Regions from separate parts of the Sus scrofa genome. Here region 2 is linked to region 1. A link is a contact called in public Hi-C data. All regions are on one chromosome and are shown on one strand. The core of a region is the stretch at or near the end of the contact, and the rest is flanking DNA. Distances in the headings are between cores, read along the strand shown.

Region 1 (4,967 bases), core at 657-3,156:
AAGAAGAATTCTGCTGCCTCCCTGCTCCACCCCACCATCTTCCTTCTTCCTCACATGGCTTGATGCCCCCAAATGTGGACCGCATTGCTGGGTGAATCAACAAAGACTTGGCAGCAGAGGATACCCACATTCATTTACATTCCTTGACAAAGGTCAGGATACCAACATACCCAAGATGGTCTCTGTCCACTAGGACTGTGCGGATAAACTCTACTTTTTTTTTTTTTTTTTAATGTATTAAGTACGAACCTATAGTGCATTAAGTGTGTTAAGCATGGTTTTCCTTTAAATTTCAGGTTAACTGATCCTATGAGGAAACATAAACCTCAAGAGATTAAGACCACTTGTCAGCCCGACTCCAAAGCCTGCTACGCTCACCCAAGATGTAGCCTGCCAGGCTGGCTCTGCAACCCTGGGCAGGGCCTTTCTCTGCTGGGAAAGTTCCCTATCTGTAAAGTGGTCATTATGGAGGGGGGGCTGGCGGTCTCCTGACTGCGCTCTGCCGAGGGAAGACCCTGGGTCTCCCGGACCACCTCTGAGGCTTTTCTAGGTGCTTTTTCAAAGGCTTCTTGGCCTCCCAGACAATGCAAACTCAGGCAAAGTGTGCTGGGGCTGTGGGTGAGGCAAACCCTGGCTTCTCAGGGGGTGTGGAAGGCAGAGAGGACCTTGGGGACAGAGGAAGGGCCTGTTAAGAGGGTGTGAAAGGCCAAGAGAGAGAGTGGTTAGGACATGCCACCAAAGCAGGAGGGAGGGAGTGCCTCAGCTGGCTGGGCTCCGAGCTGGCACCAGAGGCACTTTTGCAGAAGACAGGAACATGAGTCACCAGCTTCTCCCACACCCAGCACCCTGTTGGCAGGTGCCCCTCGGTTTGTTGAATGAATGTGGGGCTTAAATAGAAAGGTTCCTCAGAAAAGCAGGGAGAAAAGCAGCTGCCTTTCCAAGGGCACCGCCCTCAGCCAGGGCCTTTCCAACCAAGCCAAAGCCAGGAAGACGAGGGGCCAGCAGTAGGGAAATGCTCCCTCTCCCAGTCATGCTAACTCCTCTGCTCCAAACTAGTCTGCCCCTCTGCACAACATCAGAGCCTTGGTTTACATACTCCCTGGAGCGGGGACCTCAGTGCCTGCTAGGACAGTGCGTTTCTGGACAGCTTCACCAGGGCGATATCTGCCTCCCCACACACCCCATGGGGGACTCCTGTCTGAAGTCCCGTCCAACTCTCAAGTCCGCAAATGTGAGAATCCCAAAGGCGCAGGCGGGAACCGAGAAGGAAAGAAGGAGCTGCGCGGAGGCGCCGCACATAAGCGGACCCGGAGACAGAGCCACACCTCCAGAGGTTGCGTCTCTACCACCACGCGCCCCCGAGGAGGACGTGGACCACCGGGTGCTGACCGCACGTACGGACGACCTGGCTGCCCTGCCGGAAGGAGCGGACCCGGGAGCGAGAGGGAGGAAGGGCCGGCTGCACGGAGGCGGTTAGCCGCACAAGGGGCTACGGCGGGCGGCCGGGAGAGTGGACGAGGCAGCCTGGGTGTGGCCGGCGAAGCCGGGGACACTCACGTTCGCAGCCATGGCAGGATCCGGTCACCGCCCGCCTCACTCGGCTCAGCAAGAAAACGGACTTACGGCTGCACCACGGAATCCCGCCACCTCTCGACAGCCAGATGGCGGCCAAAAGGCGCGGGAAGCCCGGAGCCCTAGGATGCGCTACAGAGCAACGCCCCGCAAGCCGCGGTTTTTCTGCTCTCGCCCGCCGCGCCTCCTCCTGGGAAACGTAGTCTGGTGCCCTCTCCGGAAGTTGCAACCTACCCGGTACCTCACTGGTGCACCTGCGCATTGCAGGTCATTCTGGGAATTGCAGTTCCTTCTGTCTAGGGAGTTGCTCGGCGGCGCGCGGCCTGCTGGGAAATGTAGTTCCCGGTTGAGAAGGCCGGGCTAGGAGCTCCGAGGCAGGCGCGCGGAGGGCAGGCCTGGAGGGGGCGGGTCCGCACGGGCCTCCCAGCCGCCCGCCTCGCCGGGGAGAGGTCACGGCGTGAGGCAGCCACCGCGATCACCGCGAGGTTGGAGCGCCGGGCTGCACTATGGCCTACTGCCGGCAGGAAGGTAGGAGGGCGGGGTACCTAGAGACGGCCTACGAGGGCCTGCAGGGAACAGGCGGATTGTGCGGCCCCCGCGCCCCACCACTGGTGCGGAAGATAGTCCTCGGACCCTTGCGTCGGGTCTCCATCCCCGCTTTACAGATGGGCAGCGGGGAGAAGCGAGGCGGTCCAAGGTCACCGTGAGGCTCGAACCCGGACGTCTGAGGGACCACCACGTGAGAGAGCTCTTAAATTAGGCCTGGGGGTCGGAGGAGTGCGAGCGCGCTGCCGCTGGCTCCTAACGGAGAGTTTATAGGTATTAATTGTTACTATGGCGCTTACCCACACCACGTGTTCCGGTTTGCGCCGCCCGTCAACAGTCCTGGAAAGTCGCCCTCGGCGTGCTCTGTGCTGCGGCGTGGAGTACCGCCCGAGGGGACCGGTCAGGCGCTGGTGCGCCCTAAGCCAGGCCCTGTTCATTTCCCGAGAGTAAACAGCGACCCAGAGGTGACTAGGCTAATGCCATGATGCCGGCAAGTCCGGAAGCTGGGGTTGGACCCCCGCGGTCTGATTCCAGAGCTGCCCAGCCTGGTGACCAGTGGATTCCAGGGAGCCTTCCGTTGGGAAGACAACCCCCCAAAAAAACAAAACTAAATAGGTTTCTGTCTATGGTCTCTCTCCTTGTTACCTCTCCTGGAACCCCAGAAGTCTCCAGGCCAGGGGTTCGAGGGCCTCCGCGCACAACCGCTAACTGGCTCTTTGTCCCTGAGCTGTCACCCAGCCCCTCCAAGGCCCAGTGTTCAGTCTTGTAAAATGAGAAGTAGGCCTTCCTTCCTTCTCCACATATTCATGAAGCACCTTTTTAGTGCCAGGTGAGGGTGATGGTGAACACCTGAGACTTTAAAGCTCCAGAGAGAGCTGGAACTCTCCCTGAAATTCTTTAATGAATAGTCTAGCTCCCTCAGGTCATTGAGGGACCCTTAAGCCCAGAGATGGAGGTGATCTACCCAAGGTCATGCTTAGGTAGGAAAACAGCTCAATCTAAAATGCTAGGCCTTTCCCCCAGTACCCCATTCTGCTTCCAGAACCCTCCTTCCCTGGGTCATAAAGTCATAATACTCACGATGTCTCTAATGAGTGCTATTTTAATTGATTGATATTTAACTCTGCCTTGAGCAAAAGTCCTCTGCCCTCACCGCTTTGTTAGAGAGTAGGTCTCTTGTTTTTTATTGCCTTCTGAGTCTACTTTACTTCATCATTTAGCAATTTTTTTTTTTGAGCCTTGTGGGCTTAATGAGGCCATGCAGATAAACAGACCCTCCTTGTCCCTGAGGATTTCTGGAAGTCCAAGGCAGGTGTTTATCTACCACCAAATGGTAGGTCATATCTTTTCCTGGGTCAAAGATCTCTCTTAGTATTGGGGGTGAGAACTGAAAGCATTCATTTTTAGGCCTTCCCTAGTTTTTAATATTATCCATGCCATGGTCCCCTAAATCCTAAAAAACTTCTTTTCTACCTAGCAATTCTTTCTGTTTCCCATGGGACTTAGAGAAGTGATCCCAAACGCCTGATTGAGGGCTTGTGTGATGGAGCCCCCACCTGATCCGTCCCCAGCTGGTCTCTAATCACCCACTGCTGACCAGCCACACTGGCCTCAGCTGTTCCCTTTGCCTGGGTGCATCCTTCCTCCAGGTCTCTTCCCACGGCTGCCTCCTCATCCTTTAAGATTCAGCTTCTCAGTAAGGTCTTTCTTGACCCTTTGTGTCTTTCACTTCCTAAACTATGAAATTACCTGATTTGTTTTGGTCATCTTATTTCCTGTCTTCTAGCAGCATTTCCTGTCTTCTGAGAGCATTAGATGGGCCATACCCCTGGCACCTGGCACCTTTACCCAGTGAACCCGTGCATACGCTTTCCCTCTGTTCTAAGTGAATCACATTGACTTCAGGGGTGCCCTGCCCCTATCCCAGCCTTTGGAGTAAAGGCCTCAGCTGGGTGTTCAAGGTGTTGGGCAGTGTGGACCCAGACTAGCTCCCTGGCCATGGGTAGCACTGTTCTTTCTCTTCTAATGTTGACCCCGCTTCTGTTCAGCTAAACTTTATTGAGCACCTGTGAAGTACCAGCCACTGAGGCATGGCTTTGGTCATAGGTGGGCCATCTGCCCTCATGGTGTGGTGGGGGCTGGGGGGGGAACCTTCCTGGGTTGGATGTGCTGAGAGATTCTGATGTGTAAAGACCCACACGTGTCCTGGGGAAAATGAGACCACCCATCCAAGGGTTTTTTTCTCTAACCTGCTTCATGGTGATAACCTTTCTCTGCTGGGGCGGAGGTCTTCATGTTCGAACCCAGAGTTCAATTTCTCCATTCACGTCTTCAGCAAATACCGATTACCCACTATGTCTTGGGCACTGTTCTAGGCTCTGGAGGTGCTGCAATGAATGGAGCAGACATTTCAATTTCAGTGGGGGTGACAGGTGGTAAACAAATATGTAATTGTAAGGTGAGAAAAAGCAGGTAAATGGTGATGGGAAAGGATGAAGGAGGATGGCATCTGAGCAGGAGGTATGAAGGCAGGGAGAAGGTGGCTGAGAGGGGATCTCAGTGTGTTCCTAGGGGGCAGACAGCCTGTGCAAAGGCCCTGAGGTAGGCGTGTGCTCAGCACATTCAAGTAGAAGCAAGGAGATGCTGAGTGGAGGGAGAAGTGGGGAGAGGGGGTCATGAAGGTGAGGGATGCAGGTCCTTCTGGATGTGCTTGGAGGCAGAGCCAGCAGGATTGGATGAGGGAGGCATGAGAGGAAGATGGGAGTCGGGGACAGAGGCACAGAGTAAAACTGCAGAACTGGGGTGTCTTGGTGTCTGAATGCTCTGTCAGTCCTTCTGTCACCAGCCCC
Region 2 (5,076 bases), core at 2,538-5,037, 1.9 Mb after region 1:
GGCTATTTATTTAGCACAGCATGCTAACATTCTTTCCAAATACTCTGACCTCTACCTAAAGCCAAAGCCTGTAATTTCACTGCAGGCAGCCAGTTCAGCCCACACAGTACAGAACTGGTGCAGAGGGCCAGTCCTACCTCTGTTTGAGGCAAGGATCACTCTCATCCAATAGAAAGGGTCGGCTGAGTCTGAAGACATGATGCCAAACAGGGGGATCTGGAAACAAGCAGAGAGCAGTCAGTGCCCTGGTCTTAGCCAACCCCCTGTCCTACCCCCACCCCTCCTGGGGAGGCCAAGCCCTGCTCACCTGGCAGCAGACCAAGAAGATGAAGAGGGTGATGGCAGTCCATAGCACTTTCTCCTTAAACTGAATCTACAGTAGAAAAGAATAGACGAAGGCAAGAAGTTATCTTCCTGAGCAAATTAACAGAAATGGACTCTGATCAGACCCTTTCTCTGTTCACCAAAGAAGCAAGACTTGAACTCTCCAAACCACATACCAAATGGAGGCACCAAAACGTAAATACATGTACTGTGTGCTTTCCACATACAAGGCACAGACACAAAGACCTTCACGAGATCTCATTTAATTCTCACAGCATGTAACATTATTATTTTATAAAACTGAATCTTAGAAAAGCTAAGTAATTTGTCCCAAACCCCACAGCTATAATGGGTTTGAATCCAACGCCTGTGCTCTTAACCATCTGCACGAACAGTTTAGGATTGGTCACCAAAATCAAAGACTGTTGTAATAGAAAGGGATTCCAAATCGGACAAGCCCTTACAACATAGGAGCAACAACTTTTCATCTGAATTCAATTCATTTTGTTATTGACAAAATCTTGATATTCTGGAGTCAACTAATTTGGAATTTGTGATTATTAGTGTATTCGTCATGAATTAAGGGTAAAACAATGTAATAAACACTGGAGAAGGGAAGGAGAGCTGCATGGTCAAGCTATTCACTGACTACTAAGAGCATCTGTTTCAGAGTTTTCCTATCTCCTCAGACCTGACAGTAGGACAGGTGACTGTTCAGTCATTTTACGAATGACTAATAAGCATTGTAGAAGAGAGCCACTCTAGTACTGAGCAGCTAAGGGGGACTATCCCCAGTCCTCTGCTCTAAAGCCTAAGTGTCTTCACTAGCCTGCACAGCAGGAATGGCTGTAACGGGCTTAGAATGACTGTATTATAGTAATTACTGTGTGGACTAAGGAAGTGAAAGTGGAAACAACTTGTGAGCGGCAGTACTAAATGAACAAAATTGTGTTCTTGGAGTTCCTGTCATAGCTCAGTAGAAACAAATCTGACTAGCATCCATGAGGACACAGGTTTGATTCCTGGCCTTGCTCAGTGGGTTAAGGATCTGGCATTGCCATGAACTGTGGTATAGTAGCAGATGTGACTCAGATCTGGCATTGCTCTGGCTGTGGTGTAGGCCAGCAGCTGCAGCTCCGATTGGACCCCTAGCCTGGGAACCTCCATATGCGAGGCCCTAAAAAAAAAAAGGTGTTCTTAAAAAATACTCTTTTGGCATTCCTGTTGTGGCTCAGCAGAAACAAGTCCAACTAGTATCCATGAGGATGTTGGTTTGATCCCTGGCCTTGCTCAGTGGGTTAAGGATCTGGTATTGCTGTGAGCTGTGGTGTAGGCTGCAGACACAGCTTGGATCCTGCATTGCTGTGGCTATGGTATAGGCCGGCAGCTGTAGCTCTGATTTGGCCCCTAGCCAGGGAACTTCCATGCTGCAAATGCGGCCCTAAAAAGACAAATAAAATAAAATAAAATACTCTTTTAAGCTGAGGTCTAATTAAGCATGGAACCAGAGTCCTGATTCTCTGGTCAGCACTGGCTGTAGTACCTTTGTGTCGACCACTGTCCACAGGCCTCAGCAAGACAAGCACATAAAGGCGACAGGGATGGATATTCAGATACTGCGTGAGAGAATGGGCTGAATTCATAGACTGGTCTTCATGCGAATGCTCCCTTTCCTCCTCTCACTCACCAAGAGAGTAAGGAGGCAGCCAAGAAAAGGCAACACAACTACAGGCTGACCAGTAACATAACATGCTTGCACTGAAATGATTCTTTACAGGAAAAAGGAGTGGACAATTTTTACAGACTCACTTTTTTAATAACCAAGCCTCCTCTCCCGTATGCAGCTAAGTTCAACAGGAAAAAATTAAAAACTGTTTATCCAGTGTTGTCTACTGTGCCCCTTAATAGCCCCCAACCCACCCATGTCTCCCAGCCCACTCCCACAGTTCACTCTCTACTGCAAACGCCTCTCAACCACCAAATCTACTATCCCGCCCCAGAAGCAGCTTCCTAATCTGTCTGGCTCCCACTGTTTCTCAGCCACACTTTCTGTTCTGTTGATACTGAACCACATCTAACACCCTCCAGCTACTGATCTCCTTAAGCTTAGCATGTTCTATATTCCTTATGCCTAGAATTCCTTTCCCCCTTTTTAAGGAAAATATTCTGCTGTAAAAACCACCATCAGACATCATGTCTCCCATGGTTAATCCCTTCCAGAGCCACTGTGCTGTACCCTGCACATACTTCCACTGCTTCATCCACCACACTCAGTTACAAGACCAAGGTCACACAGTTATTAAGAGACTGTGCGAAGGATAGGTCCCAAGCACAACCCTGCCTCCAGAGCTAGGCTGCTGGGGATGGACAGACAGATGGGGATGGGGACACACACACATACAACTTTGCCTATTAGCCCATCAAAGCCAGCACATATGTGGGGCATACAGAAAGAATGCAACAATGAAAATATATTACTGTTAATTCTCTTTAAGAAACCAATGAAATTTTTCTTCTTTGTTTAATAGTTTTACATACAATGACAACACTCACTGTCTTCGCCTGTAGCTAACTGTGCAGCAGTGGAAATTCTGATAAAGATTCAGCAAAGCTCTACATTTCTATCTTTCCAGGTTTTAAATCACCAGCAGTAAAAGCAGGCTTCACAGAATGAATGCCCTTGTTCTCAGTAACGGGACAGCCCACAGAAACGGTACTAACTCAACCATACAGAGTAAAGTGACTACTCTTAGCTTCCTGTAGCAGCTGGATACAAGGAGCATCTCCTGGAATACTGACCAGTCCACGACCTGCTTCTGTTGGAGCTGAAGGAGCAAGGGCTCCACCTAAGCACCCTGAAGCTCCTGAGGCCCTATCCACTCGGGCCAGGATCCATTTTCCGGGCAGGGAAAACCCGAGGCTCTGCTCACCGGTGTAACCTCTGCAAACGACGCTCCAGAAAAGCACGGCGGCTCGGCGGAGGCTCCCACACCGGCAGGCCACTTGGCTCCGCTCGGGGCAAGGGGGGTCCACTCGGCGTGTCGGGGTCATTTGAACGGGGTGCAGGCAGTTTCCCACGCCTTCCCTGAACTTACCTTCCGCTCCGGCTTCTGAATTTCTGGCAGGATGACACAGAAGGGCTTGATGACCTCCAGAAACTTGACTTTGAGAGGAGAAACAAAACAGTGTTAGGGCTGAGGGTCCGCGTGCCGCCCCGGGAAGCCGTCTGCCGGGCCAGGTGGGGCAGGGCGGGGGACAGGGTGGGCTTCGTGGCTGGGGCAGCGGGGTCCCGTTCCCGCCCGCGTCGCCGAGGCTGCCCCGAGGGACTCACTCGCCATGGCGGCGGCTGCTGGGCTCCAGGTCGGGCTCCGGGTCGCGCTCCGGCTCCGCTGCGCTGCGAGTGCAGCTCTACTGCCCGCCCGGCCTGGTCCGGGGCGCCGCGCCTCGCCGAGAGACACGTCAGTGATAGCGCCGCGGCCGGGCTCTTCCGCTTCCGCTTCCTGCCACGCTCTGCGGCCGCGCACCGCCTGCACAGGTACCACAATTCCCGGCGTACAGCGGGGCCCCGAGGCCGATGAGGAGGAGGGCCGGGGTCGGGGGGGTCGGGGGGCGGGGCGTGCGGCTGCGCAGTCTGGTCCGCGAGCGCCGAGCAAGGATACCGACTCACCTCTGTGCTCCTCGCAGCACCGGCGACTAGTTACGCCTTAGATTCTGACTTCTTTGGAGCAGGCCTGTCCCGGCGCTACCTAGGTGCCCGGTACTCACCAGGTGTGCGGTGGCGGGGCGACAGTGGCACCCGTTTGTGGGGTTTTTGAGCGAGGCCGGGGCCCAGTTCGTGGTCAGGAGGCTCCTGGGAGGAGCCGGGTCCTGGGTCCAGGGAGGCCTCCGGGAGGAGGCGCCCCAGGGTTGCGAGCGCAGCACCTGGTGTGACTGCCCGAGATCGTGGAAAGAGAGAAGTCGTCTTTGGCTGGAGCCAGGGCTGTGTGAAGGGGAACCTTACGATTTAATGGTCTTGGGGCCGGGGCGGGGCGATGGTGCTAGACGGTGAGTTCATTTTCCCGGCACCTGCAATCCACGGTGGCCCATGGTAGGTACTCAGAAAGAAGGGAAAGAGACTGCGCTGCCCGCATCTAGAGGAGGGAGGTTTCTTGGAGCGGTCTGCATCCGTACTGGTAGAAGTTGGAGAAGCAGATGTGGCAAGATGCTTTGTGCAGTGTTAACTTAGGGATTGTTATTTCAGTTTTTCCCTTCCTGTTTTTAGCAGTTAGCCAGGACTTGTAAATCCTTGATTCAGAAGTTTTTGTAAAACAGGAAGTCTTTTCTACAAGGTTTTTGAAAACCTGACCCATGGGTGGAAAATTCAAGTGACTGCTGGAACTTCTTGAAATGACTCAGGTGTGGCATCATTTGATACTTTTCCTCACAGGGAAAAGTAAGCTCTGCTACTCTTTTAGGGCTGCTTCTGAGATCACGCCCCATCTTCCGGTCCAGGATTCCTTCATAATCTCCTCTGGGGTTTTGGCCAGAAACTGAAACTGTCAGCCGCTGTACTAAGTTCAGCAGATAGATCAGAGCTGATATTTAGCCCATATGCACCCTGAACCATACTGATGGTGAAAACATTGAAATACTTAATGGTAAAGTGTATCGTGGTAAATGTATTGTTGCAGTCAGCTAATACAAGTTTTCATATAAAATCATTGGTTTGTACTGACAGTTTTTAAGACATTAGTACCATAGAAAATGGGCTTC

What was found. A called contact is a pair of places that touch in the nucleus more often than the background predicts.
Region 2: a Hi-C map of liver shows a contact between it and region 1, with 7 times the contacts expected there. The contact joins the promoter of SEC61A1 here to the promoter of CHCHD4 in region 1. A contact is called at or near these places in 1 of 5 promoter capture datasets (liver) and 1 of 47 Hi-C or Micro-C datasets (liver).

The regions. Positions count from the first base shown.
Region 1 is chr13:70,415,420-70,420,386 of Sscrofa11.1, forward strand. CHCHD4 (coiled-coil-helix-coiled-coil-helix domain containing 4) reads left to right here and starts at 1,907. Exons shown (of 3, transcript NM_001243499.1): 1 at 1,907-2,100. The coding sequence starts at 2,079. It overlaps TMEM43 (transmembrane protein 43), which reads right to left and starts at 1,794. Exons shown (of 12, transcript XM_021069380.1): 1 at 1,558-1,794. The coding sequence starts at 1,569.
Region 2 is chr13:72,266,054-72,271,129 of Sscrofa11.1, forward strand. It overlaps SEC61A1 (Sec61 translocon alpha 1 subunit), which reads right to left and starts at 3,788. Exons shown (of 12, transcript NM_001244354.2): 1 at 3,656-3,788; 2 at 3,420-3,487; 3 at 308-373; 4 at 138-216. The coding sequence starts at 3,662.